Regions from separate parts of the Ovis aries genome. Here region 2 is linked to region 1. Evidence: chromatin contacts called from public Hi-C data. All regions are on one chromosome and are shown on one strand. The core of a region is the stretch at or near the end of the contact, and the rest is flanking DNA. Distances in the headings are between cores, read along the strand shown. Region 1 overlaps TNS1 (tensin 1). Region 2 overlaps TNS1 (tensin 1).

What was found. A called contact is a pair of places that touch in the nucleus more often than the background predicts.
Region 2: a contact with region 1 is called in a Hi-C map of liver, with 2.0 times the contacts expected there. The contact joins two enhancer-like sites. A contact is called at or near these places in 8 of 16 Hi-C or Micro-C datasets (hypothalamus, liver, mixed tissues and 4 more).

What each region holds. Positions count from the first base shown.
Region 1 is chr2:220,054,896-220,057,939 of ARS-UI_Ramb_v3.0, forward strand. The region is part of intron 3 of TNS1 (tensin 1); the gene reads right to left. Among named protein-coding and RNA genes, the nearest start is that of TNS1, 100 kb to the right of the region's middle. Within about 2 kb of position 1,791, at least 6 of the 54 cell types and tissues checked have an H3K27ac peak or open chromatin away from gene starts, as enhancers often do.
Region 2 is chr2:220,099,779-220,102,864 of ARS-UI_Ramb_v3.0, forward strand. TNS1 (tensin 1) reads right to left here. Exons shown (of 35, transcript XM_060411269.1): 3 at 185-222. Among named protein-coding and RNA genes, the nearest start is that of TNS1, 60 kb to the right of the region's middle. Within about 2 kb of position 1,778, at least 9 of the 54 cell types and tissues checked have an H3K27ac peak or open chromatin away from gene starts, as enhancers often do.

The DNA.
Region 1 (3,044 bases), core at 541-3,040:
CATCATCATCAGCCCAAGCCTATTCTTTCCTCAAAAGAATTAAAAAAAAAAAAAAAAAACTGCTTAATGCCTTTTACAGCTGCAACTGGGCGGGCCAGGGGTCCGGAAACAGAGCTCACACCCCCCCGACCTGGAGCAACCTCAGCCTCCCTGGGTGGGAACCAGGACTAGGTGGAGGGTGTATGTGGCAGGTCTTGAGGGCTGACCCTGACTAATGAGGAACATCAGGGGCGCAGGAAAGCAGATGACCCCAAGAGAGGCCTGAGATGGAGAAAGAGCATGACCAGGAGCCTGCAACTGCCACCACGGGGTCAGAGCTGCCAGCTTCAAGGCAGACAGGAAGGGCAGGGCATGGCTCTCCCCCACCTCCTACCAACAGGGGACTGAACTAAGGCTACAGCAAGAGGGATGCAGGTTAGACTTCAGAGAGACCTAGAGGGCATGCAACTTGCAGCATTATTGGGGGGATCCCACTTTTAAAATATAGATGCTACCCCTATGTATGTAGCCCATGGTCAAGGGGAGCCTGCCTGGAGGCCAGGCCACATCCTTGCTGAGCCTGGGAGTCTCTGATTCGGTGACTCTCATCAACAAATGGGATGGGAGCCAAGAAGGGAAAACTGGGCTGGTTTATAATAACGCATCTTGTTTACAGTGATGGCAGCTTTCTCAGAGTCCTCCATAAACACAGCAGAGAAAGCCTGGAGAGGCTCCCTTATCTCCCACCTCCCCTCAGTCACACAGAGAGTTAGGCAGGGAAAGGAAATCTCTTCTCTAGGCTCTGAGGCTAGGACCCCTCAAGGGAAAACAATGCCACTATCTCCTCCACTCTCTGGGCCCATAACCCTCCCTGTCTTAGGGCTGGAACAGCCACAACAGGCGAGAAAAGAGCCAACCCAGAGTTGGGCACCTAGAATAACACCACCACTACCACCACCAATAATAATAATAATCACTAATACTTATTGAGCACTTACTATGTGCTGGGCACTGTTCAAAGTGTTTTCAAGAAACTAACTCATCTGATCCTCACAAACAAACCATGGAACAGAAAGTCTCATTAAAACTGGCAAGGGCATTATACTAAGTGAAATAAATCAGACAGGGAAAGACAAATACTGTATGATGTCACTTATATGTGGAATCTAAAAAATGCAATGACCTCGTGAATAGAACAAAAAAAAAGAAGCAGACTCACAGATACAGAGAAGAAACTAGTGGTTACCAGTGTTTGCGTTTGGGGTCGGGGGCGCGGGGGGCAGGCAGGGGGGGCTAGAGAATAAGTGCAGGGAAGGGGAGTTACAAGCTATTGGGCGTAAGGTAGGCTACAAGGATGTATTGTACAACATGGGAAATAGCCAATATTTTGTAATAACTGTACATGGAGTGTGACCTTTAAAAATTATATTAAAGAATCAACTTAAAATGTTTTAAGCTATCTAAAACTGTCCCCTGAGACCATTAGTCCATCGGTTCATGTTAAGCAGCATTCTGCCAGGTAGAACAAGCATCACCAGGGAGGCGAAAGGCACAGGCTTGCCTTCAAGGAGCTTGTAATCCAGCGAGAAGATAGGTGAGTGCAGAGGAAGCCTGCAAGGGCTAGGAAACTGGGGGACCCCCATATTCTCTGCTGGAGAATGCCTAGGAAGTTTCCAGGGGATCTGACCCGGGACTGGAGCCCTTCCCCACAGTGGCAGATGGACAGGATTTGCCCCTCCTCTAGCACCTTGTGCCTCACCAGCTCCCTGGGACTCCACCCCCCTGGGCCAGTCCCTGTCTGCCTCCAAAAACACCCAGGCCCAAGCTACAGGCTTCCAGCCCTAAAAAGGCAGGGATTAGAGCGACCAGATAAACCCTGGAGGAGGCAGCGCCAGGGACTGGCTAGGGCCCACCTACCACCCCCACCCCACCCAAGCTCCCACTCCACGGAGACCAACCACCCTCCCGGAGGGAAATCAAAGTGTCGAAGAGAAGGAAGATGGCCAGGGTCCCCAACCTGGGTGAGAGAGCTGGCCAGGGACCCAGCTGCACCTTCTGAAGGCCTCCACCAGCCCCCCAACCCATCCTATGGGAAAGAGTTTCAGGTGACTGGAGATTAGGAAGGAGGCGAGGGCACGGGTGACCGTGCATAATGGAGGGACACCTGGGGGGTGGCACAACCGCAAGGCTGGCAGCCCTGCCACCCCCACTACCCTCGTTCCAGCTCACTGGTACCCACACCTCTGCAAGCCTAATAGCTTTGAAAGCTAATACCATAGGGGTTGGGGGACAGTACACAGTAAGTCCCCCTAGTCTCCCCAAACCACTCTCTCCCTCCCTCAGCACCGCACTCATTTCTGATTTGCTTTTTTCTGAGTCTAGTAATTGGGAGGGCTTTCCTCTGCCCTGCTTCAGCACTATCCCTCAACTGGGCCTGTTTCCCTTTCTGGAGTGAAAGAGACTAGGGGCCCCAGAAATAAGCCAAGAAGCCAGAGCGGCTGCACCTGAAACCCTTTGCCAGCCACCCCAGCTCCAAGCCTGACATCTCCAGCCCCTCATCTCCTGCCCCTCCCATTGGTCTTTATCAGACCAGAGGAAGATGGGTCCTAATTAAGCAGCCTCATCAGGTCCCGAGGTGCTGAAGTCAGACATTAGTAAGGATTTCATCCTCTGTCAAAGCCAGGACCCTCCTCCTTCAGTCTCCCACTAAGGAGAAAGATGCTTCCCAGGTGGCTCGGGGATAAAGAATTCACCTGCCAATGCAGGAAACACTGGTTCAGTCCCTGGGTTGGGAAGATACCCTGGAGAAGGAAACGGCAACCCACTCCAATATTCTTGCCTGGGAAATTTTACGGACAGAGAAGCCTGGTGGACTACAGTCATGGGGTCAAAAAGAGTCAGACAGGACTGAGCATGCATGCAGGCACTAAGGAGAAAGGGGCTCACCGGCCATCCAGAGAGGAGGGGCTGCAGAGAGAGGCAGGTTGGGACACCCAGCATGGGTCCAGAGCCCAGCCCAGAAGCCCACTTTGACACTCCATCAGGGGAAGCCCAAGGTTCCCAGG
Region 2 (3,086 bases), core at 528-3,027, 45 kb after region 1:
CCTCGCCTTCACCTTGACCTGAGTCCGCTCAGGGGCCCAGGAGCTTTGCATAAACAAAGAGAGAAGGAGGGGACGATCGGGGCACCGCCCCCGGCCCGCCGGCGCCCCCGCTCCAGTCCCGGGACCCCAAGCCCGTCCGGCCCTCCAGTCCCCCGCGGGACCCGGCGGCCCGCAGCCCCCTTACCTTGGCCTGGCATTTCCGATGACAGGAGAAGCTGCAGACTGCAAGAAGGCGAGACACAGAAAGAAAGTTTAGCCGCGAGGTATGAAATGGAAACTCCGGCGAAATCTCCTCCCACCCCCGCCCGTAACCCGCGCTCGGGAGGGAAGGAGGGACGGAGGGAAGGAGGAACGGAGAGAGGAGGGGGCGGGGGGCTGCCGCGGCTCCCCGGGGCCTGCGGGGCGGGAACGCCCGGGACTGCGGACCCGCGGCCCAGGAGGCGGCGAGGCCCCCGTCGCCTAGAGCCCCTCGGGCGGGCGCGGGAAGTTGGGAGGAGCAGCGGGTGACGAGGGGACCCACTCTGTGGCTGGGTCCTGGCCGACCCAGTCTGGACCCAGGCCCCTTGCCCGCCGAGCCAGGAATAAGAGGACCGTCTCCCCTTACACACGAGGCAGCCGGCGGCACCCCAGAACCACATCACTCTCATTCCGGCAAAGAGAGACACACAGACCCAAATCGCGGTCCAGGAGAGGGCCTGTGCACGCACACATACACACTGACACCCACAGACACCAATAACCACTTACACAGGGACACTCAGCTTACGTGCACACGCAGCACACACAGCCAGCCTCACACACCCACTGGCAAGCCACACACAATTTCATGGGAGACCCTCAGAGTACAGGCTCAGACTGTGGACACAAACTCAAAAAGTTTATGAGAAAACACACGTGAGTTGAAACACAGACACACACACACACTCACACATACATGCACACACACACACACACACACACACACACACACACACACACAGGACTTGCTCTGCCCTCCCACTACCAGAAGTTGGAATCAAATTTCCTGTGGGGTTCCCTCAGCCTGGAATGTCCCAGCCCTGCCCGCCCTACCCCCAGGGCCCTCCACCCAGGATTTGGTAGTCCCCTCCCACCAGGTCCCAGAGACGGGGGTGAGGGGTCTCCTGAGCTGAGCTGCTGCACGCGCTTAGGCCTGCAAAGGCAGCTGGGCCATGGAGCCAGGGGCCACCCTGACCCCAGATCCTCGCAGCCCTGGCCTCAGTCAGCTGCCTTTCCTCCTGGATCTATAGTTTTGTTGTTGTTGTTTAGTCGCTAAGTCGCATCCAACTCTTTGCAACCTCACGGACTGCAGCCTGCCAGGCTCCTCTATCCATGGGATTTCCTAGGCAAGAATACTGGAATGGGTTGCCACTTCCTTCTCCAGGGGATCTTCCCAATCCAGGGATCAAACCCAGGACTCCTGTATTGGCAGGCGGATTCTTCACCGCTGAGCCACCAAAGAAGCCCGAATCTATAGTAACCTGCCCCTTTCCAACCTCAAGCCAAACAGACCCCCAGCGAAGTGCAGAGGGGAGACCGAGGCACACATGAAGGCCCAGAGCTGTCAATAAAGCCTCCACGGCTCCCCACATGAAAGCTTCTGGTCTGTCTGCGGTAGTAGGGGTTGGGGGCAGAAGCTGGAGGACACTGGGCGGAGTCTGCGATGTGACCTTGGCCAGACCTTGTTCTCCCAGAACCCAGTTCTGGCCACAGCTCAGGCCTGTGACTCAGCCAGTGCTGAGCAAAGCTTTCCTGACCCCACCAGTCACACAATCCAGCTCGGGGACTTCTCCACCCCCGGCCACCCAAGTCAAGTCATTCCCATCCTTCTAGCCTTTCCGCTTCTCTCGGTGTCCCACCGTCACCACCCCAGGCGGCAACCCCCTCCGGAGGGTGTTTCCACTCTGACACCAGCAGCCTTCCCATTCCCATCCCCGGGCCTCCTTTCCTGGCCTTGGAATGTGGAATTGAGAAAGCCTCAGGCCATGTGGCCTAAGCTTTGAAGGCCCTTCCAGCCAGGCAGGTGTCCACTGGGCCAGTGCCTCCTGATGCAAGGAGCTCTCCTCTTCCTCTGCTAGTCAAATGCCAGGTCTTCAAGAATAATGATTCAATGGACATAAATTTGAGCAAACTCCGGGAGATAGTGAAGGACAGGGAAGCCTGGCGTGCTGCAGTCCGTGAGACCTCCTCTCTCTCTTCCTCTCTGTCTCTCCCTCTCTGTCCCTCTCTGTCTCTCCCTCTCTGTCTCTCCCTCTCTGTCTCTCCCTCTCTGTCTCTCTCTCTCTTAAACACGTACATACACACATATGTACTAGGCACTGTGGTGCCTAGTACAGAGTAGAGGCTTAATAAATGCTTGCTGCATTGACCTGACTGAAGATCTCCCCTGGAATTTATGTGCACCCCCATTTAATCAGGCTTCCCTGGTAGCTCACATGGTAAAGCGTCTACCTGCAATGCAGAAGACCTGGGTTCAATTCCTAGGTTGGGAAGGTCTCCTGGAGAAGGAAATGGCAATCCACTCCAGTATTCACGACTAGGAAATTCCACACAGGGGAGCCTGGTGGGCTAGAGTTTATGGGGTCCTGGGTCTACAGTCCAAGAGTCAGATATGACTGAGCAACTAACACACACACCCATTTAATCATCCCCACCCAAAACTTAGTCTTTTCCTGAGCCATAACCCTCCCTACAGTGTCTCATAGTCAATCAAAAAGGCATTCCGTAGGGCTTCCCTCCCCAGGCTTCCCAGGTGGCTCAGTGGTAAAGAATCTGCCTGCCTATGCAGGAGACACAAGAGATGCGGGTTCAATCCCTGGGTTGGGAAGATTCCCCTGGAAAAGGAAATGACAACCCACTCCAGTATTCTTGCCTGGAGAATCCCATGGACAGAGGAACCTGGAGGACTGCAGTCCCTGTTGTCGCAAAGGGTCAGACATGACTGAGCAACTGAGCATGATGAACTCAAGGGCTACCCTGATGGGCTCAGTGGTTAAGAATTCGCCTGCCAATGCAGGAGACACAGGTTCAACCCATGATCCAGGAAGATCGCACATGCCTCAGGCATC